2 separate regions of the Mus musculus genome follow, and region 2 is linked to region 1. The links are chromatin contacts, called in public HiChIP or PLAC-seq maps. All regions are on one chromosome and are shown on one strand. Each heading gives the region's core, a stretch centred on a gene start, on an enhancer-like site or on the middle of the called end of the contact. The rest is flanking DNA. Distances are from core to core; before and after follow the strand shown. Region 1 overlaps Spats1 (spermatogenesis associated, serine-rich 1). Region 2 holds the start of Nfkbie (nuclear factor of kappa light polypeptide gene enhancer in B cells inhibitor, epsilon).

Region 1 (3,925 bases), core at 912-3,411:
TAAGATACTGGATTCGCTAGTTCATCAAGTCTGTGTGTGTGTATAGCATTCTGGCTTCAACTCCAAATTAACACAAGGAGTAAAACATTGGAGTGACAAAAAAAGCAAGTTGTGTACACTCTGGGTCTTAAGTTATTGGTGGTGGTGGTGGTGGGGTGTGTGTGTGTGTGTGTGTGTTCTTTATCCAGACAAATCAAAGCCTGGGTTTGAAAATCTTTGTCCTTCACGTGAGTTTTTACAAGAGAAGTTGCTCCTTCTTTTTGCACAGCTTCTACAAAGACCTTATTCATCACTGAGGCGTTGGCAGCCTCCTCCTCCATGGGTATTTCTGTAAGAAGCGCCCTCTGAGGATCTTTTGAGAAGCCAATTCAGAGTGAGTTGAGAGGGAGAACTCACCAAGTTACGAACTAAGGTGCTGCATGGATTTAGATACGGCGTACGTATAGATATTTTCGTTGTAGTAAATTTAAAAATAGCACTTTATACTTCATGCCAAGGCTTACTTTAGATGTATGTGAGTGACAGGTGCCCTCCAACTGAAACATGCATTATTTCCTTCGGACTTCAATGAGGCTGCTATTAACAATCTGAAGGGACTCATCTGGCGACTTAAATGCCACATTAGCATTTCATGAGAGTCGGAGAAAAACAAAAGTGGACCAGCATGCATTCTGGGCCCTTTATCAAAACCTGCCACCTGGAACGAGGCTCTCTGCCTTCCTGTCTTCCTGGCTGCACTGTGGGAAAACAGGATGGCCCTGCAGAGCTGTTCCCAGCCAGAGAAAGCAGGCTCCACAGCTGGGACTTGCTTGCTTTCTTTCTTTCTTTCTTTCTTTCTTTCTTTCTTTCTTTCTTTCTTTTCTTTTCTTTTTTTTTCCACCTTTGATGGAGGAAACACACTACCGTATTTCTTCTTCCCGAGGCTGTTGTCCACTGTCCTCTCTGCCACAGACCTCCTGTTGCCCCGGAAGACCCCATTGAAGAAGCACTGCTTTCCAATGTGGTAGGTGTGGATGTTGCTGCTGAACCTTGGATAAAATGTCCACTCAGGACGCTGCCCATCTTCTGCAAGACATCAGAAACCCTTCTGTTAGCGCTGCTCCAGGCCCTCAAGACAATTAGATGACAAGCTGTTAAACCCACCCCTCCTCAGGCCCTATCGGCTTACAGCCCTCTCACATACACACATTTTTTTCTTTAGATTTATTTTATTTATTTTATGTATATGAGTACAGTGTCACTCTCTTCAGACACAGCGGAAGAGGGCATCAGATCCCATTACAGATGGTTGTGAGCCACCATGTGGTTGCTGGGGATTGAACTCAAGACCTCTGGAAGAGCAGTCAGCCCTCTTAACCGCTGAGTCATCTCACCAACCCACATAAACTTTTTTAAAAAATGTGTATGAGCCTTTGTCTGCAAGTACACATGTCCGCCACACATGCATGCAGTACCCACAGAGGCCGGAAGAGGGCCTTGGGTCTTCCTGGACATGGAGTTACAGGTGGTTATGAACCACCATGTCAGTGCCAGGAACGAAACCCAGGTCCTCAAGGAAAACAGCCAGTGCTCCTGACCATGTATGCAGTTTCACTATGTAGTCCAGGCTAGACTGAACTTTTGTGAGGTGTGTGCACGTCTGTATATACATGTATGTTCAGGTAGGTACATATGTGTGAGTGTAGGATTATGTAGCAAAAATCAGCATCAATGTCTTCTTCAATTGCTTTTTCACCTATTTTAAAACAATTACTTTTGCTTCTGTATGTTTGGGTGCTTTGCCTGCTTGTATGTCTGTGTACCATGTGTCTGCCTGGTGCCCATGGAAGTCAGAGAAGGGCACTGACTCCCCTGGAACTGGAGTTAAGCTGTTAGCCACCATGTGGGTACTGGGAATAAAACCTGTGCCCTCTGGAAGAGCAATCAGTGCTCTTAACAGCCATACTACCTCTGCATCCCTGTCCATCTTACTTTTTGAGACAGGATCTCACACTGGACCAAGAGCTCACTCATTTGACTTGATCGCTGGGATCTTCTTACCCCTGACGTCACTGGGATTATGGGCACATACTCTCGTGCCTACCGTTTCTTACATGGTGCTGGGGTCTATACTCAGATGCTCATGCTTGTGAGGTAAGCTTTACCTACTGAGCCATCTTCCCAGCCCCCAGCCTCGATCTCTTGATCTTCAGCCTCCTAACTGTAGGTATGCACCACCACACCCAGCTAAACTGGAGACTTTCTCCGTGCATAAAAGCCCTTGGTTCTGCATCAGGGGTAGCATCAAACTCAGGGAAACTAGGCACGGGAGGAAGAGGAGGAAAGTTATTCAAGAAGCTGCTCAGTTGTAGTTTTCCTTCCCTTTCAGAACTCACCAAAGTTACAGGCTCACACATGCTACAGAGGCTGGGAAGGGTCCTAACATCCTCCCTGTGATCAGCCGTCCCTCCAGTGGCTGTGGGGAGAGGGGGGATGCGCACTATAGATCAGTTCTGGCAGCCTATCTGGGTGCAGCATGGTCCTGGCCCCACATGTGTGGTGCACCACAGCGACCTGTGGACACACAGCCACCAAAGAAGGGAAACCACTGTGCTTCCTCAGGCTAGATACTGGCCCTTTGGGTGCCCAGTTCATTTGAAACTGTCCTTATAAAACTAGTTAAAGTGACTAAACAACAAAAGAATCCAGTCGTTCTAGAGCTGCAGGAGAAGCCCCTGGGTAGCCAGCGAAGAGCAGAGGTCAGATGGGAGGCCCGGGGGCTTGGGGTGTGTTCTGATAGGAAGCCCGGGGGCTTGGGGTGTGTTCTGATGGGAGGCCCGGGGGCTTGGGGTGTGTTCTGATGGGAAGCCCGGGGGCTTGGGGTGTGTTCTGATGGGAAGCCCGGGGGCTTGGGGTGTGTTCTGATGAGAGGCCTGGGGGCTTGGGGTGTGTTCTGATGGGAGGCCCGGGGGCTTGGGGTGTGTTCTGATGGGAGGCCTGGGGGCTTGGGGTGCTCCCTGCACTCCGCTTCCTGACTGCGAGTGCTTGTGTGGAGGACTTGAGTCTCTCTGTAACTTCATTTCCATCTGTAACTCCAGTTCTGGGCAACCTGATGCAAACAAACACTCATACATGAAATAAAAACCATCAGTCCTTTAGGACGAGAAAAACAGCAAATGCGAACAGCCACACAGGCCTGAAGCACTGTTACAGGGGAAGGTCTGGGACCCATGCAACTAGAGAGGACATGCTCTGCATACTGCAACTCGGCTGTTCTAGCGTGTCACTGGATGACTTGAGAAATGCGTCACTGGGTTGCTTCACTCTTCTCTGAATGCTGCTGTATGCTGACACAGACCTACACAGAGAGGTCAATGGGCTCAACTGAGGGGATCTCAATTCACCTAGGACACATCTCTGAGCATACCAGTGAGGGCTTCTAGATTAGGTTTACTGAGGTAGAAAGGCTGGTATGTAGACAGAATCCTGGGTTGAATAAAGAGAAGCAAGCTGAACATCAGCCATCCTATCTATCAATCTATCCATCCATCCATCTATCTATCTGTATATCTACCTAACTACTTATCTATCCATCCATCCATCCATCCATCTATCTATATATCTACCTATATATCTACCTACCTATCTACCTAACTATCTGTAGCTTTCTTTCTGTCTCCTCTATGTGTGTCTGTCAATCTGTCTCTGTGACTCCAACGTATCTGTCTCTGTCCCTCTGTCTGTCCCTCTATCTGTCTCTCTGTGTGTCTCTGTTTCTCCCTATCTCTCTCTGCCTATCTCTGTCTCTCTGTCTGTCTCTCTCTGTGTTTCTCTGTCCTTCTGTCTGTCTGTGTGTGTGTCTCTGTCTATCTCTCTCTGTCTCTTTGTCTCTCTCTCCCTCTCCATTTCCTGAATGTGGACACACAGTGTGAGTTGTCTCTATGTC
Region 2 (3,785 bases), core at 173-2,672, 97 kb after region 1:
GAAGAGAATGGCTCATAATAGCTATCTCTGCTAGCTCCCCCATCCCCCAGTACCAAGGATGCAATGAAGCTGTTCCTATGGTTGGCAATGGTCTTCTAAGGGCATTGCTAGCCCCAAGAAAAGAGCAGCAAGATGCTCCATCTCAGGGATCGCCTGTGGGTGGTGTTCTCTCAAACCCTAGTCATGTTGAAGAAAAGCAAGAAGGGAGGGGAAAGACTTCAGGGCTAGGGTGGAAACTTCAGTAGTGTCAGGGGCCTCCCCACCCTGGCTCCACTGTGAGGAACTAAACTTCTTTGACTGCTGGGGGCAGCCATCTCCTGTACCTACCAAAGGCCAGTGCACACCCTGCAAGGAAGAAGAAACCCCATGACCACCAAGGCTTGTGAGATAAGTCCTCCCTAGAAAACCCACTTCCCCAGATCACATCCTCCTGCCAAGTCTATCATCAGGGGAGTTGACCCAGAACTGTCTATGAAGGTTTCCCAGGGAAAAGCTGCTCCCCTGAAGATAATAGATGCACTCTCTCTTACCAATCCCCCTGAGCACTGATTGAAAATAAGTGAAAAGGCAAGAGAAGTTGAGAAAAAAATAGGCAGAGGATAGCAAGCAGAGCCACCATCACCACCCCTTCCCCATCTGTGCTGGCTAGTCAGGCAACTTGATGGGAGCCAGCGTCATCTGAAAAGAGGGAACCTCGGTTAAAATGCCTCCATAAGATCCAGCTGTAAGCCTCTTTCTTAATTAGTGACTGATGGGGAAGGCCCACCCCATCCCATTGTGCATGATGCCATCCCTGGGCTGGTATTCCTGGGTTCTATAAGAAAGCAGGCTGAGCAAGCCATGGGGAGCAAGCCAGTGTGCAAGACGCTCCCCATGGCCTCTGCATCAGCTTCTCCCTCCAGGATCATGTCCTGTTTCAGTTTTGTCCTGACTTCCTTTGATAATGGATTATGATCTTGAAGTATAAGCCGAATAAAACCTTCTCTCCCCAATTTGCTTTTTGGTCAGGGTATTTCATTGCAGCAATAGAAACGCTAAGACACCCCACCACCACCACCAACCTACACAAACTCCCCACAAAGTAGCCGGTTTATGCAGAAAAGTTTTTTAAAAATACACTTTTTAAACAATTGAATGAATAAATGAATGAAGACACCACGGAACTAAAAAGAAGGAACAAACAAATGCACGGAATTAGTGAATGAAATAAAAGGGAAGGGGAAGAATGAGTGAATGAATGAATGGGCGAAACAATCCACGCAGGAGTGAGTCAAGACTGGTAACCAGAGACTCCCTGCCTACGCAAGCAGCAAACAGGGGGATTCCGGAGGGGCGGGGCTCTACCCGGAAGCTCCTTTGAGGGCGGGGCTGTGGGCGTGGCAGTGGCTGCGGGCCACTTCTTGGGTCCGGGGGCGGGGCGACAGAGAAGACCTAACTAGGGACCGTTCAGCTGCCCAAAGCACCCGCTGCGGTGGACCTGGCCGGCGCCCTGGACCTCTCGCTTTTCTCATCCGCTCCCCGCGCCTGCACAGGCAGGTAATGAAGCCGCTCGGAGAGTGACTCTGGTTCTGTTAGGCGGTCACACAAACCCGGAAAAGCTCGCTTTTGCACACCTCAGAGTTAGATCCCGCTGGACCCTGGACCCCGGGCTGGCGCGGCCGGCATGTCGGATGCGCGGAAGGGGCCGGACGAGGCGGATGATAGCCAGTGTGACTCTGGCATAGAGTCGCTGCGCTCTCTACGCTCCCTGCCTGAACCTACTGCGGCCCCAGGCTCCGGATCATCCCAAAGCGGCTGCCCACAGCCTTGGAGACATGCTCCGGAGACCCACAAGGAACCAGAGAAAGAAGATGCGGATGGAGAGCGAGCGGACTCCACTTATGCCTCCTCCTCTCTCACTGAATCCTTCCCCTTACTGGAGAGACCCGAAGCCAAGGATCCAAGCCCTCCCGCCCCAGGATCGCCGCTGCCCCCCGCGGGGGTGCTGAGCCCTCAGCAACTCGAGGCGCTCACATACATCTCTGAGGATGGAGACACGTGAGTAAACTGGCTAGGCTGAGATAAGATGTTCAGTTAGAGCCCCCCTCCGAGCTGCAACTGGCTGGGCTACCACCACCACTTCATCACCCGAGAGGATAGACCCTCACAGCACCTGCCCTGGAAGGGCCAGCCTCCTTCTCCAAACTCCAAACTTAACTTGCAACTTGCTTTTAAGCTGTAGCCAGGTTCAGACCAAAAACCAGACATCATCACCTCTTTTGGGAGTGGACAGGATAGCAGTGCCCTTGTAACCTAGAACACCAGCCACAGTCTTGAAAATCTACTAGTGACCCACTCCTGGGAAGAGGAATTCCCCCGCAACCAATTCAGTTTTTGTTTTTCTTGTTGGGGGAAGGAATGTCCCTGTTTGCTCAATATTTGGGATACCAATGCCTAACTTCAGAACACCCTAACCAGAGGGGGGAAAAAAGACTACACCAGGATTACAGGTTGTCATCTGAGCTCAGGAAGCCTGGATTAACGGTGCTACCTGGATGCCCATTTGAAAGTGGTTCCAAAAGAGGGACTAGACTGAGAATTTTTGCCCCCAACAAACAGGATAGGCAGCTGGCTGCCCCAGCTCACTTCCTCCTCTGCTGAGAAAAGGGAAGTAATGGCTTGGCCTCAGCCTCCCCAACAGTTACCTCCTGAGCTCCCCAAATTCTTCTTGCTGTCCCATCTCTTGATCTCCCTTTTCTCCCTTAGGTCCAGCTGGAATCAGGTGCAGCTGGACTGTGAGGCTATCAAGTGTGTAGGTGTCAAGTGCAGAAGAGGTGACTGGGCTTTGTGGGTGTTAGAGCAGGGGCAGCTGGAGTGCTAGCTAGATGAGAGAGACGCTGGGATGCAGGGGGTACCTGTCCTGACCTGCTTGTTGGAGATGTAGGGGTCTTGGTTGGGTACTAGCAAAGATAGTCTCCATCCTGTGAGCAGGAGAGAGGCCTTTTGTATTTCAGGCGCCAGTCACAACCCTTAGGCCAGGACCTCAGAGTTCTGGGAGCTCTGTGCACAGCTTCTCGGGCCACCGCGCCCTCCACGGTTAGCCCCTGTGCTGCATGCAGCCTTGACACACTCTGCTTAGAGACAGATCCAGTGTGTCTGGAGAAGCATCAGCCCCCTCCCCCCCAGCCCCCAGCAGACATCTTCCCTCCTTTGGAGGTGGCTGGACTGTGGGAAGTATGGAAGTGGGAAAAGGAAGTGGGCAGGAGGAGGGGAGACTGAGGGAGAGAGGGAGGTGGCTGCAGGAATGTGACCCAGAGAGCAGGCCCTGGCCGAGGGGATTTCCACAGTGGTTCCTCCCTCCCTCCGTCACTCTCTCCTGGCCTCCTCTACTGCCTGCCTACAGCAAAAGTTTGCCCCCCCCCTCCTGCCTAAGTATCCCCCTCCCTAGCCCAGACAGGCCTTTAGCCAAGTTGCCCCCAAGGCAGCTGTCCAGGTCTAGACCATTTAACCCTGGCTTTCATTTTCCCCACCTGATGTGGGGAAACCCCAAGACTGGAACTTCCCATCCCAACTGCCCTGTTGGCCCTAACTTACAACTCCCATCACGCCCCCCCACCCCCGCCCCATCAAACCCATTTTCTGCACTGCACCAAACTCCCCCTTGGAGCTGTACCTAGGAGAGGGTTTGTGACCAGACCCCATATGATGGCTTGTGTGGAATGGCCCGCTTGACTAGTGGGTAAGGCAGCAGTTCCAAATGCCATGCTGGCTCCTTGGAGTGTGTGACATTGAGTCGCTGGGGGAAC

The links. HiChIP or PLAC-seq counts read pairs in DNA pulled down with a chosen protein or histone mark.
Region 2: an H3K27ac HiChIP or PLAC-seq map of embryonic stem cells shows a contact between it and region 1, with 14 read pairs. The contact joins the promoter of Nfkbie here to the enhancer-like site in region 1. A contact is called at or near these places in 8 of 39 promoter capture datasets (the 3T3-L1 cell line, the HPC-7 cell line, embryonic stem cells and 3 more), 3 of 484 Hi-C or Micro-C datasets (bone marrow-derived macrophages and embryonic stem cells), 14 of 115 datasets of contacts at active chromatin or transcription factors (the 230-238 cell line, the HPC-7 cell line, double positive thymocytes and 4 more) and 3 of 9 other capture datasets (adipose tissue, liver and pancreatic islet).

The regions. Positions count from the first base shown.
Region 1 is chr17:45,456,255-45,460,179 of GRCm38.p6, forward strand. It overlaps Spats1 (spermatogenesis associated, serine-rich 1), which reads right to left. Exons shown (of 8, transcript NM_027649.3): 4 at 904-1,065. Among named protein-coding and RNA genes, the nearest start is that of Spats1, 17 kb to the right of the region's middle. Within about 2 kb of position 2,162, at least 13 of the 459 cell types and tissues checked have an H3K27ac peak or open chromatin away from gene starts, as enhancers often do. A contact at or near this core is called in embryonic stem cells and trophoblast stem cells, where this site is marked.
Region 2 is chr17:45,554,278-45,558,062 of GRCm38.p6, forward strand. It overlaps Nfkbie (nuclear factor of kappa light polypeptide gene enhancer in B cells inhibitor, epsilon), which reads left to right and starts at 1,423. Exons shown (of 6, transcript NM_008690.4): 1 at 1,423-2,037. The coding sequence starts at 1,664.